4 separate regions of the Mus musculus genome follow, and regions 1, 3 and 4 are each linked to region 2. Evidence: chromatin contacts called from public Hi-C and promoter capture Hi-C data. All regions are on one chromosome and are shown on one strand. The core of a region is the stretch at or near the end of the contact, and the rest is flanking DNA. Distances in the headings are between cores, read along the strand shown. Region 1 holds the start of Plscr2 (phospholipid scramblase 2). Region 2 holds the start of Dipk2a (divergent protein kinase domain 2A). Region 3 holds the start of Plscr4 (phospholipid scramblase 4). Region 4 overlaps Gm31588 (a long non-coding RNA gene).

Region 1 (3,266 bases), core at 639-3,138, 2.3 Mb after region 2:
ATATTTGACATAATAAAAGCCAACTGTCACCTAGTCCTTTATGGTAGCAGCAGCTACTCTAACAACCTATACTAATTGATGTAAAATCAATTTAACCTATTAGGTCTTGTACTAGACTTTAACTTGTATTCGTAATAGAATTTGTTGCGTAATTTGTAAGAGTAGCTGAAACAGTATACATGGAGACTGGTCCAGAGTCTGCGGATGTGAAGGAGTTGAGAGAGGGTCACACTCAGGCAGCCTGAGTGGGCAGTGTGGGCACACACAGTCTGCTCTGTCTTTTCTGAGCTCTTGGTACTATAAAATGCCAAGCCTAGTTTGGGTTCCAATTAATACTTATCCTTCAATAGCTAGCAGGCTTTGTGATATGTTTCTCTAATCCCCCTCCTCGATGGCCTTGATTAAGGATTGCACTTAACTGTGAAATGGTATTATTAAGTTGAACTGGGGCCTCATGTGATCTTTTCAGACAGGATGTGGTATGGGATGCTAGGTAGGAGAAAAATAAGTAGAAAAGAGCCATCTACTACTTCCCAGGTATTATTTATGGCATATGCAACTCCATTATCTTCTCATTTGGTATCATAAGTGGCATAGCTCCTGGCTTAAAGCACCCTGTACAAATGGTATAGACTCTGGCCAGGGGGATAACAAGCAGAGGCATAAGGTAATAGCAGTCACTAGACCAGAAATGATATTCGTAAAAGGTTAATAAAATATGCTGCAAGAAAGAGGCAAGCAGACTCTCAAAACACCCTCTTAAAAGGGAATGTGTGTCTAACTAAAACCGATAAGAACAATTACTGGCCTTAACGCTCCTGCTTTGTCTATAGATATGCGGGTACTCCACTTGCTTGTTAAATAATATGGTTTATAGCTATAACTGTCTTTTGAGAGTGGCCCTTGGAGGTGAGCTATCTGGGCCAAGTTACTCTTGAACGTATGTGTGAGACCTCCCAGGTACTGGTTCCAACTGCCAGCTGTCAAAGTCTGATTACTCAGTCATGAGGAGTCGCTGTACTTTCGGCCTCTTTGTGTCTAAAATTAACGGGGTTGTTTGTTTGTTTTACAAAAGTACAAGAGGTGCCTCTGACCTCCAATAAGTTAAGAGCCTTCTCCTAATAAAACAGGAAATTTTGTTTACAACCAAGAGGCTTGAAATGGAAAGAAATAGAACACATAAAGGCAATATCCACTGGACAAGTGAATAACTGGCTGGCTGCTTGTTACAAGATACAGGAAAATAACCCGAAACTCCTACCTGCCCACAGACAAACCTGACTGAACTACATTTTACCTCTCCAGGCAGAGGTACTTCCCTTGCCCGTGTGCCCACCTCCCCTTCCCAGTCACCTTCTTGGTCACCTTTCCTAACTTCCAGCTTAAATCTCCACCCTCAGATTTCTCTTCGCAGGGCTTATAAAAGTTCTGGGTCCGGTGAAGGTCATGGATCTCTTTAGAGGGCATCTGGCTTACCTTTCTCATGCAGCTCCAAGTGAGGCGAATTCCTAGAATCCTAGCACCAGCAGCGACTCAGCTCTCCAGACTCCTCTCAGAAAGGCATAGGTGCTGCACTACTCCACTAGACTAAAGTCAGGGAGAAAAAGCACCTGGACTTTGAGGCAGTTTAGGTTTTGTTTCCTGAGTCTTTAGATTTCCTTTTCCTGACTGGAAAGATACGCAACCAAATTGAAACCCTGTCTGAGTTCTAAGTCCTTTGAGAATTGTTAGCTGCTCCTGGCAGAGGCTCTCAGTAGAAATGAATATCTGGTCTGTGCACAGTTCTGGAACGCCAAAGGAACACTTACTGGCATTCCCTTTACTCTGACCTCCACTGCATTCTTCAAATGCTGGCACTGATTCAAAAGGAGACTCAGGAATGCTTTCCCTTCCTTCTTGTTTTGTTTTGTTTTGTTTTGTGTTAGGAGAGTCAGAGTGCATATCCCGATAGTTCTCAAATGCCTAACTTCTTCTACTGAGTACCAGCAGGAGCCGGTAGGACCACCAATATTATTTTTCCTTATTATATTTTTGTCACAATCTTGGGACAGTTGTTCACATTCAGGTGAATGAGCCTCTTTGAGACGGAGTCTCCCTATGACTGTTATGGGTCTGGGGTCACTCCGAGATTCACCACCACCACAGGTAAGTTTTAATAAGAGGCTTTATTAAATACTGCCACTCGATATTCATGGCACCAGAACGGCAACCCAGAGTGCTCTCCAGATGCAACAGCTAGTCATATCAAGCCAAACCCACAAGACTGCTTGTGTTTTGTCTACCTGGAGGCAGAGTCTAATTTTAACATATATGTCTTGTAGATGTTCTAGTCATTGAGAAGAGTATGCAAGCTTGAGTACAAAAGCTGGAAATAGTCTCTTTAGTAGGTCTCAAACCAGAGACAAAGGGCTGAGTTCCATTAACATATGAAATTGAATGCTGGCTACCTGGTTCTCCCTGCATCCCTCACTCCCTACCCGTTTCAGGGCCTGACTGCCATATTTGGTTTGGTACCCTAAATTCTCCTCCAGCCAACAGGCTGGGCTGCTCTTCCCTATAAAATCCAATCATGTAAGTTACCTGGATGTTTTTTTGGTTTGCCTTGCTTTTTGTTTGGTTTGTGGTTGTTGTTTTTTAGGTGTTTTCCTTGTTTGTTTGGTTTGTTGTTGTTGTTTTGTTTTGTTTTTTGGTCTATCCTTTACCCTCTTGGCCAGTCTCTTGTCCCCGGCTATCCCCTCCTTAGTTGGCAGACCATCTCTTATCTCCCTTCTACTGCCTTCCTCTTCCCCTCCCCTCTCCTCACATGGCCCAGCTCAGCCTGTCTGTGTGGTGCACTCTGGACTCTCCCTTTTCAGTGCTTTCGTGACCTCTCAACCACAGTAAAGTCTAAACTTTAAGTGTACTTGTTAATCATCAGACACCTCACTTCCTGAGTTCGCTTTTCTTTCACACAAAGCTGGACTGTTTCTCCTGCCTCCCTTCACTGCTCCCCACAAAATGACTACAGAATTTTTAAAAACTCCTCAACAGATAAAAATTCTAGAGAGGGACTAGTAGAGCTCCTGATAGGCAGACAAAGGGGGGGGGGGAGCGGGGGAGCCATGACTACATAATGAAAGGCTTCTTCCTCACCCTTGATCAGAGGTGAAAACCAGTCAGCCTAAACCAAGGGCCTCAAAGAGGGTTTCTCCTCTCCTTAGCCTCTCATCCCCTCACCCCTGCTGATGGATTCTCTGGACAAGTTCACCAGATCAGATCAGGCCATG
Region 2 (3,338 bases), core at 400-2,899:
TTACAACTCTGCCTCAGCAGCACAAATGAACCATGCAGTTCTAGTCTCCAGTCGCTCCAGACACTCCAGAGGAAACTTCATTTGAGCCTTTGCTTACATAACCTTATTGTATGGATTTGGGGGATGCTTGATGAGCAAGTTAAATCAAATTTCTGCCAAAGGAAACATGGGATGCTCTTTTTCTATCAGCCAAATTTCTCAGCCATTTTGCATAAGCCTTTGAAGGCTAACATCTTAAAATTTGTATTCTGTAGTAGCCTGTAAAAATCACCACCACGTTGAAAATTTCTTCCAAAGACTGAACTCCTACATCACCAAACACAAAACGTTGACCTTACCCGTATTCTTCCAGAAGCGAGTCCTCATGCTACAATCAAATACAGAAAATTCGGGAAAGTGATTCACGATCTTGTATAGATAAGTCTCACTGTCTCAGTAGTTACTCTTTGCATACCCGTTACTACTTACTATGATTTTCCTGTTTGACCTCTAAAAATCAGCGCAGTAAAAGTATATTTAACAGCGACCAGGAATTAGCTAGCTATCCACTCGACCAACAATCACAGGAGTGCTAAAAGTTAAAGAAAAAAAAAGTATTCTAATAGAACATATTTTGAAGTTACTGCTGAAGATCCCAGACCTTCTAAAACTTAACCCCACGCGCGTTAGGCCAGGTTATTTCCGCAGTCTGCTGTTAGGAGCTGGTTAGACCGCACAGGTGCGGCACCTGACGGCCTGGCTCCCTGGGGTCATCGCCACAGCAACGCGTCCTGGCCGCAAGGCAGGCCTGGGCCCAGCCTGTGAAGCATGGGGGAACCGGGCTCCTCGGGGACCCGGCGGGCGGCGCCGGTGAGGAAGGACCTCATCCCGCCAGTGCTCACTCAGCGAAACCGTAACTCAGCCTCCGCAGATACATCGCCAGCCCTGCAGCGGCATTCCGGTCCCTAACCGCTGGCCCACTGTCTGCCCGCAGGCCCTACGGCGGCACAAAGCGCGCGACCCAGAGGTCCCGCCAGTCAAAAGAACAAGCGCGCGCCACACCATATAAGGCCCGGAGCGGGCGGCCAGGCCCCGCCCCCAGGACCTGGCCCGGCCCCACTCCAGCCCCGCCCCCAGGCTTCGGCCCCACCTCCTCCCGCTCCCAGGATGGGCCTCTCTGCTCCCGCTTGCCTCCGCCCTCTCCCTTCCAATGACCTTCCCACAAAGGCCTCCGGGGCGCCTGTGTAGCCCGACAGTCACCCCAGAGTAGCCGTTACTGAAGGTCTCCGGTGGCGGAGCTGGCGAGCTCCGCCCTCCCGGGCGCGCCCTCCACCCACCCTCTCCACCGCCTCCCCGCGAGCTCGCGCTGACGCTTCCCGGGGGCGCGCTCGCCCCGCCCCCGGCCCCGCCCCTCGCTCTCGGGCGTGCCCGCGCGTGGGGGCCCCGCCGCATCCTCTCCTCCCCTCCTCGCACCGTAGCTTCTCGAGTGTGAGGCGTCCGGGACTCCTCACTCGCCCCCGCGCGCGCTGCTCGCCCGGGACCCAGCAAGGCGCAGCTCAAGCGTCCCGGGCGGGAGTGCGCGTGCGCGCGACCGCGGCTCCCGCGCTCCCTCCTCCCCCCCCCCCTCCCCGCGCCTCTATAACTTGGCGGGCAAGGAGGCGGCGCCCGCGGAGTCGGAGGGCGGGGAGCTCGGAGGAGGGCACCGGGAGTTGTGGAGACAGCCGATCGGGAAGTCGCCGCGCTCGGCCGGCGCAGCCCGTCCTCGGGTTCCTTCGCTGCCGCCCTCCGTCTGCGCCGCGGGCCTCGGCGCCGTGGGGCGGCCCGGCGGGGTGCGCTCGCCCGCCCCGGCCCCGGCCGCTGCCGCGCGCGGGCGGGATGTGGCGCCTGGTGCCCCTGAAGCTGGGCCGCCTGTCCCGTGCACTGAAGCTGGCGGCGCTCGGCAGCCTGTTGGTGCTGATGCTGCTGCACTCGCCGTCGCTGCTCGCCTCCTGGCAGCGCAACGAGCTCGCCGACCGGCGCTTCCTGCAGCTCAATAAGTGCCCGGCGTGCTTCGGCACGAGCTGGTGCCGCCGTTTCCTCAACGGCCAGGTGGGCTTCGAGACGTGGGGCCGCCTGCGCCTGCTGGACTTCCTCAACGTGAAGAACGTGTACTTCGCGCAGTACGGCGAGCCCCGCGAGGGCGGCCGCCGGCGCGTGGTGCTCAAGCGCCTGGGTTCGCAGCGCGAGCTGGCGCAGCTCGACCAGAGCATCTGCAAGCGGGCCACCGGCCGGCCGCGCTGCGACCTGCTCCAGGCCATGCCCCGCACCGAGTTCGCGCGTCTCAACGGCGACGTGCGGCTGCTCACGCCGGAGGCGGTGGAGGGTTGGTCGGACCTGGTGCACTGCCCCTCGCAGCGCCTGCTGGACCGCCTGGTGCGCCGCTACGCGGAGACCAAGGACTCGGGCAGTTTCCTGCTGCGTAACCTCAAGGACTCCGAGCGCATGCAGCTGCTGCTCACCCTGGCCTTCAACCCCGAGCCGCTGGTGCTACAGGTAGGCGCGGGCGCGGGGCTCTTCGACGCCAGAGGGAGTGCGTCCCCAACTCTCCCAAAATGCCTCTTCGCGAGTTTCCTTCCGCCCTCCCGCTCGTCCCAGTCTGGATGCCAGTGTCAGTGCGATAGCGAGCCCTTGTACCTCTTTCCGAGGACTTGGGCACCCTGGGCACACGTCCTTTGCTGTCCCGCCTGGCTAGCCTAACTTCCCCGAGTCTGTCTTTGTTTTATTTCTTAGATCATCTCCCTGTTAGTCAATCAGCTAGTTCTGGGACCAGGTGGGAAAGATGAGATCAGAGAGTGGGGTGGTGGTAAAGTGAAGGGAGCTAATTCGTGACTCGTGCTTTGCGTGGAATTAGAAGCTAGGAAATGGGGGAAAGAGTTAGATTTGGGCTGGGAAGGCTAAAGGCCAAGACGGACTTTTGCATCCTGATGCTGTGGCCTGCCCTAGTCATATGGTAATCCGGTTAAGGAAGGAATTAAAGTGTTTTTTTTTTTTTTTTTTAGGTTGGAGCTAGGATCTAAGGAAAAGGGTTTTGGCCTCTAGCCCAACTGACTTATTTGCTTTTTCTTGACTTCATTTCGAAAATAAACGTGCCTTTTAGGAGGATAGAATGGAATCGTTTTACTGGTGGCGGCAAGAAGAAAATAGATAAGAGAAAGGAATCCGGTTTATTTTTGGAGTAATTTGTTTCAAACACCCCCCCCCCCCCCGCTAAAGTGCTGTGCCCTTGGGCAGCGATTGTCCAGTAGGTGTGTGATCTCTCTTGGCTGCAAGAAAAGTTACCAGTTCTAAACGTCAAGTGCTAGGGAAAGTGAGTTTAAATT
Region 3 (3,223 bases), core at 105-2,604, 2.1 Mb after region 2:
TGTGTCCTCTGTTCTGGTGATGTCATTGGGCCATACAATGTGACAGTGTGGCTACTTTAAGGGTTACATAATGCCTTGCTTCCTTATTTCCCATAACAAGGAGCTGGAAGGTGGAGGTTGTGTGTTTACTTCTGCAGTAACATCTGTATCCCAGAAGTATCTTGGAAATCAACCTTACTGCATAATGTCTTCATAATATACTTCTGTTACTCTTGCTGGCTCCACTTAAACTACTATAGACAAAATAAAAGCGCAAACATACTGCGGTTCTTAAAAGTGGGTACATCCACACAATATAAGATATAAAATTCTAAGTCCTAAAAGGCTAATATTGTACTCTGTAAAGTAATGGGGGGGGGGGACACAAACAAACAAACAAACAAAAACTTGTCTCTATCTTTTAGCCCCTGCCAGTAAAACCTTGCAAAGTTATCTGAAAACATCTATGCCCAAGGCCCTAGGAGAGACCCACAGAGCTGCAAGGAGGGGACAGGCTCCACTGGTGCAAGAGGGAAAAGTGTGGAGAGGGTCTCCTGGGAAGGGCCTGCACCCTCGAGAGTTCATGTCACCAGGGCCGAATGATGCTCCCATAGAGCCTTCACCCAGCACCCCATTGTCCTATCAAGAGCCGGGGGAAACCAAGCGGACCCCAACACAAGAAACCCCACCCCGCTCCACAAAGCGAAAGTTGCGCAACCACCTGCGGCTGAGCTGCCCCGCCTCCTCCACTGTCACGGAGCCCGCGCCCTCCATCCCGCATCCCCCTAATCTCCCAGGGTCCCCCGCTCCCCGCTGGCCCCTCTCACCGCCCGCAGCTGCAGGCGTCGCCGGCTGAGCTCGCTGTCCTGCCTGGGGGAAGGCGAGAGGCGCCGAGGAGCTGGGACGATCCACGCGGGGCAGCCGGGGGAGCCTTCCCGGGAGGGCTTCCTGCAGGGTGGGGCGCCGGCGTCCTGAACCCTAGCCAAACGCAGGGTAAACAAGTTGTGGGCGCCAGCGAAGCCCGCGGGGTTGAGCTCCGAACCGCTCCTCTGCTGGTGGCGGGAAGCAGCTGGTCTACCAGCCTCACTGCTCGGCTCTCATTCCCATCCCTGGAGGAGACCAGTTTGATCTGGGAGGGAGAGGGACTAGGACTGGGGTGCTGGTGGGGGTAGAAGCAGGCTCAAGATTTCTGACTCTCTAAAGAGGACTTTGGTTACTTGGTTAATTGCTGCTGTCAGGCACACATAGTTTTATCAAATTAAAGTGGTTCGGTCCGGTACAGTTAGCTGAAGGAAGTGGACGAACCAAATGTCCTTTGACCTCACTCAGAACCACAACTGGGCACAGCCTGACCTGAAGAAGCTGCCGAGAACTTGGCCTTGCAGGCTGCGCTCTGGGAGGAGTTTACATGGGGGTGGAGTTCTGGAATTTTCCATTTTCCCTCGCACATGATTTGTCAGAATAGATTTAACAATTAATAATGTTCTGGTCGGTAATATCTGCCAAGAATACTTCTCAAATGAAGAAATACAGCCTTTTATTGAAAGCATGAAACAAACAAACTGACATCAAAGTCTTAGCGAGATGTAATGGTTTGAGTTTGTTAGAGGGACCAAGAAATTGAGCTTGTGAGTGTGAATATCTAGATTGGCCTCATGAGAGATACCAAAAGCATTCAAGATCAAAACATGTCTGTGGAAAGAGAGGCCCATTGGTCTTGCAAATTTTATATGCCTCAGTACAGGGGAACGGCAGGGCCAAGAAGTGGGAGTGGGTGGGGGGATATATGGGGGACTTTTGGGATAGCATTGGAAATGTAAATGAAGAAAATACCTAATTAAAATAAAATTTTAAAAAATCATGTCTGTGAAGCATTGCTTGGAAGACAAATCAAATATATGAGAGCAACCACATAGGCACTCAGGAGCTATGAGCCAACCACATAGGCACTCAGGAGCCATGAGCCACCGCAGAATTCATGGGCTTTTGCATTTCCAGAGCAGGTGTCCAGCCTGAATTCCTGAGGGTTTGGGGGTGGGGGCTGATACACACTTTCTTTATGAATCCCTACTGCAACGTGCCTCTGTCTCTTTGACACTCTTGGGGAGGGAGAGGTGTTTTGTGTTGTGTTTACAACAGTCTTAATGTCAGTAATGGAGCAGTTCAGTAAAATTAAAGTTTCCCCAGGTTCCATTTCCTCAATCCTGTGTTTTTACTGTAATGTTCACAAACGCACAAGCTGTAAAACTATACAGAATATGGCATTTGGGTCAGCCATCAGTTACTTGGGTTTTGACAAAACTTAGATTAAAAAAAAAAAGGCAGCATTTATAGTGTCCCATGTGTGTGATTTCTTTCTTTCTTTGTTTGTTTGGTTTTTTTTTTTTTTTTTTTTTTTTTTTTCGAGACAGGGTTTCTCTGTGTAGCTTTGGCTGTCCTGGAACTCACTCTGTAGACCAGGCTGGCCTGGAACTTAGAAATCTGCCTGCCTCTGCCTCCCGAGTGCTGGCATAAAAGGTATATGCCACCACTGCCCCGTGTGATTTCTTGACTTAACTGGTTTTGCTTGCTTGCTTGCTTGCTTGCTTGCTTGCTTGCTTGCTTGCTTGCTTGCTTGCTTGTATCTGTATTTTTCCGTTCTCTTGAGCCTCTAAGTCTGCTTTTCTTTTCTGGCACAACCTTTGAGATGATTCCACAGCCTTTCTAAAATCTTAGCATATTTTATGCTGTATATTATGTTGACTTTTAAAACAGATACTTACACACACAAAGTAAAGGGTTACATTGTGACATCTTCTTACATATGTGTCAATATACTTGGTTGTTATCCAAGCTTCTTCCCACTACACTTTCCCATTCCTTTTCCCCATTCCCCATACCCTCTGCCTTCTCTCTTCTTGTGGTCCCCTTTGTCCTCAAGAGCCACCCCACTCTCAGCCCCTTCCTGGTTTCATGTTCTATTCCATTTATATTCTATTCACCTCTCTTTCTATGAGTTTCTTTTCTTGTTGCTATGATAAAGTATTCTGGCAAATGCTAGTTAAAGGAGAAAAGACTTATTCTGGTTCACAGTTCAAGGCTACAATCCTTTACAGATATACCCTAGGATTTTCTCCTACATAATTCTAAATTCTAATAAAATAATGGCACTAAACTATCACATGGGCCCCCTTACTCCTCCCAAGATACACTGGAGCAGGGAGGGCAGTAAGAGGGAGGGAGAAAGGAGAGGTAGGGAGGAAGG
Region 4 (3,230 bases), core at 590-3,089, 2.3 Mb after region 2:
ATCTGCAAATTCTGGTTATGCTTTTGCAGTTATATAGAAATGTATGAAGCATAGCAATCGATATCTGAATCATACATAGTGATTGTGTATTGTGTGTGTGTGTGTGTGTGTGTGTGTGCATGTGTATGTAAATTATATAGAGGCCCGAAGTCTGGTCCTAAATTGTTCTCTTCCTTATTTTGTAAGACAGAGTCCCCCACTGACCTTGGAGTTCACCCAACCAGGCTAGATTGGCTGGCCAGCGAGCCTGAGAGATCCTCTTGCCTGCCTCTCTATCACTGGGATGACAGGTGTGTACTGTCATCTGGCTTTTTATATAGATGCCTATGATCTGAACCTGGGTCTACATGCTTTCATAACAAGCAGTTTTCTGCCTGACTGAGCCATCACCCCAGCAACAGGGTAGTGATTTTAGATACTTCCTCAGCCCCAGCATCCACACCCATTTGCTAGGTGGACGATTGAAATACTCTATTCAACAGAGATTTGCAGGTTGGCTTTCTCTAGAGGCTTCAACCAGACACAAAACAGTAAGTGGTGTGCCTTTGAAAGGTTGATGTTGGTCCTGGCCCCAACTAGCTCACTAGCTGGGATCGTTTCCACCTACCAAAGTTGGATCTACCCTTGCTGCCCGAGAGGGTAGACAACCCACCCAAAAGCTCTATTTCAAAAGGCACAGAAAATACTTATCTTATTTGAGTACTTTTCTAGTCACTGAATTTTCCAAGGTCTGTTAACTGAAGGATAAAATGCAGGCATGACTGGCTGTCAGCCTACCTGGCACTCTGTGCTTCTAAATTAGGAGCATGGCACACCATGCTCCTGAGAATTCCCAGAAGTCAGAACACTGAATTCTGAGGTGACATGAATAACCTGCAGCTGGATTGTCTTCATGGCTCCTTCCTTGTGCTCCTTTTGCATAGAGACCCTGGTGACAAGAGAGCTCACTGTCCAATCTGAGGTAGTGTGTTAACCAATAACAATTAATTGATAGTTTTCTGCTATATAAGTGGTTGTTTGCATAAAATAAGGCAGACAGTGTTCCCTAACCATCTCCAGAGAGGTTAATCTCTGTGCTCTTTACCAACCCTGTGGGCATGGTAGTCTTGTTAGGAGATGCCCTGGTGACTGTTGTGGTTAGAAACGGATAAAGAGGTATTAAGATATGTTCTCTGGGGGGTGTGGTGACAACGACAGTTAACATTTCTGTAATCTTTGTTTTAATATTTGACAACTTTACTCTTTTTAAATATCCGTATTAAGACCATAAGATCCATAAAATATTTTTAAAGTTAACAACCAAGCTTGATCATTTAATAAAAATGTTACACTCCAAATGTTCTGAGTGGTTGGAACTTAATTTCTTAATTGTAACAGCAAAACGCCTACTGAGAGAGGAGACATGGCAGAAGACACTTTGTAGCAATGTGAACCGGTGCTTGCAAGTCTGGTCAAACTAGAAGTTGTAGCTGAGTCCAGCTGTTTCTCCGAAAGCACAGGATCAAGTGCTGTGTTAGCACAGATACAAAAGTCTGAAAAACTGTTTACAGAACTTCCCCGTGTGAGTTTGGTTTGCAAGGATATGGCACTTAGGGGACAGGAAACAAGAATAAAATATGTCTCAAGACTGCCCCATCCCCTAATTTTTACTTTCATGAGGAAGTACTAAAGAGGCCCATGTGAGGCTATCTTCTTCAAGTTCTGATACTCCAGATCTACGAGAGGTTGCAGGTCTGCTCTATCACAGCAGCTAGATCTACAAGGAAGATGAGTCAGATGAGGGAGAATTTTCAGTGGCCTTAGGCCAGTGAGTACTTGATGTCACTTTTCCTGGAGTGGGGGTGAACAGAACTGAGTTACTAATTGGTGTCATGGACTACAAGGCCCACAAGGTAGTAGTGTTGCCAAGAATGGGGATGGCTCAGTCAGTTAGTTGAAGAGCCAGAACTGTCAGGTTTTGAAGGACCAAGGTGTGTCCCTGGAATGTACCAGATGTTAAGTATCCATACTTTCAACTTCTCTGTGAAGGGTGATTACATGATTTAGATAAACCTCATTTGTTGAGAGTGTTATTGGCTAGATTACAATAAATTCTAAAGGCCATGAACAAATTGATGGGTGTGAAATCAGGGCTGCATGGGTTGACGGGTCTAAACCACAAGCCATCTGAGCTATGGCAGTCAAGAGGAACATGAAAACTGATAGCTGATGGAATAGTCTGGTTTGTCAGTGAAATTCATTCTTTCCAGGCCTTTGTGTAACCAGCTCTGACTGTAGCTGCAGCAGGATCTCCATGCATGCCAGGGAACCAGTCTGGGTTCTGAAGTTTGGCCTTGATTCCTTGATTTGTCTTAGCATCTCTCCTGGAGCTATGATGGCTATTGGTTTGTTACTGATGCTACAGGAGCTTTCCAGGGACTCAGCAAGTAAGTGGCAGAAAGGGGGCATGGATATCAGGATGTCCGTGAAGTCCAGCACTATAGTAAGAAAATAATTGCCTTGAAGGTTTGCAGAGGAAGCTTATACATGTTAATAGTTGAGCCTGACATCTGTGCAGTCTCAAAATCCCACTAGTAAAGAGTCTATTTCTTCTCTCACCTTCCAGAGTTATCTAGTGCTTGTCTACTTGTGAGGACTTTTTGACCTATACCTATACTTTGACCTATACTTTTTGGCATTTTTGTATGTGTACTTTCACATTTCTGGGACTTTGGGGTTTTGGATCCAAATATCTATGGCATTCAAGAGAACTTTTGGTTGGGAGGTGTCTATGGGATTTAATTTTTGATGTAGGAACATGTGATCATCCCCAAGTCTTAGTGTTCAATTCACTGATATTTCTCTTAACAGCCTTTTTGGTTTTTGCTTTTTGCTTCAATAAAGAATCTGAAAGAAATTGGAATATTGTCAGGATCAAATACAGTCAGTGCTGTCAAACTCTTCCAGAAATTAACAGTTAAAAAAGAATTGAAGTTTTGAAAAGAGAGGTCTATCTCATGGCAGCTGTCACAACAGTGCTGGGACCACTAGCCTGCAGAGAAGTTGCCTTGGCCTTACATAAAATCCTAGATGAAGACATCAGCCGTCTATTGCCTGTTCAACCTTGGCCTTATTCTGCATTTCCTAACCTTTGTGGCCAGGATATCATTTCAAAATATCATATGCTGTCTCCTTCCTCTTCATTTTCAACCCTTGCTTGGCCTTTGCTTCTTTGAACACACTGAGGTCCA

The links. Promoter capture Hi-C pulls out the DNA fragments that hold promoters and counts their contacts. Hi-C and Micro-C count contacts between places; a contact is called where the count stands out from the background.
Region 1: a contact with region 2 is called in a promoter capture Hi-C map of neutrophils, with 4 times the contacts expected there. The contact joins the promoter of Plscr2 here to the promoter of Dipk2a in region 2. A contact is called at or near these places in 11 of 39 promoter capture datasets (the 3T3-L1 cell line, 3T3-L1-derived adipocytes, the HPC-7 cell line and 6 more), 2 of 115 datasets of contacts at active chromatin or transcription factors (cardiomyocytes and large pre-B cells) and 1 of 9 other capture datasets (adipose tissue).
Region 3: a promoter capture Hi-C map of embryonic stem cells shows a contact between it and region 2, with 6 times the contacts expected there. The contact joins the promoter of Plscr4 here to the promoter of Dipk2a in region 2. A contact is called at or near these places in 7 of 39 promoter capture datasets (3T3-L1-derived adipocytes, cranial neural crest, embryonic stem cells and 4 more), 1 of 484 Hi-C or Micro-C datasets (uterus), 4 of 115 datasets of contacts at active chromatin or transcription factors (the 230-238 cell line, embryonic forebrain, fibro-adipogenic progenitors and 1 more) and 1 of 9 other capture datasets (adipose tissue).
Region 4: a Hi-C map of the G1E-ER4 cell line shows a contact between it and region 2, with 4 times the contacts expected there. The contact joins the enhancer-like site here to the promoter of Dipk2a in region 2. A contact is called at or near these places in 2 of 39 promoter capture datasets (the C10 cell line and hippocampal neurons), 2 of 484 Hi-C or Micro-C datasets (the G1E-ER4 cell line and cortical neurons) and 7 of 115 datasets of contacts at active chromatin or transcription factors (astrocytes, embryonic forebrain, forebrain and 4 more).

The regions. Positions count from the first base shown.
Region 1 is chr9:92,274,224-92,277,489 of GRCm38.p6, reverse strand. Plscr2 (phospholipid scramblase 2) reads right to left here and starts at 1,888. Exons shown (of 8, transcript NM_008880.3): 1 at 1,477-1,888.
Region 2 is chr9:94,536,392-94,539,729 of GRCm38.p6, reverse strand. It overlaps Dipk2a (divergent protein kinase domain 2A), which reads left to right and starts at 1,649. Exons shown (of 3, transcript NM_001033145.2): 1 at 1,649-2,511. The coding sequence starts at 1,855.
Region 3 is chr9:92,455,509-92,458,731 of GRCm38.p6, reverse strand. Plscr4 (phospholipid scramblase 4) reads right to left here and starts at 1,354. Exons shown (of 9, transcript NM_178711.3): 1 at 807-1,354.
Region 4 is chr9:92,224,895-92,228,124 of GRCm38.p6, reverse strand. Gm31588 (a long non-coding RNA gene) reads left to right here. Exons shown (of 6, transcript XR_871012.2): 1 at 1-961. Among named protein-coding and RNA genes, the nearest start is that of Gm31588, 3.7 kb to the left of the region's middle. Within about 2 kb of position 1,839, at least 23 of the 459 cell types and tissues checked have an H3K27ac peak or open chromatin away from gene starts, as enhancers often do. A contact at or near this core is called in the G1E-ER4 cell line, where this site is marked.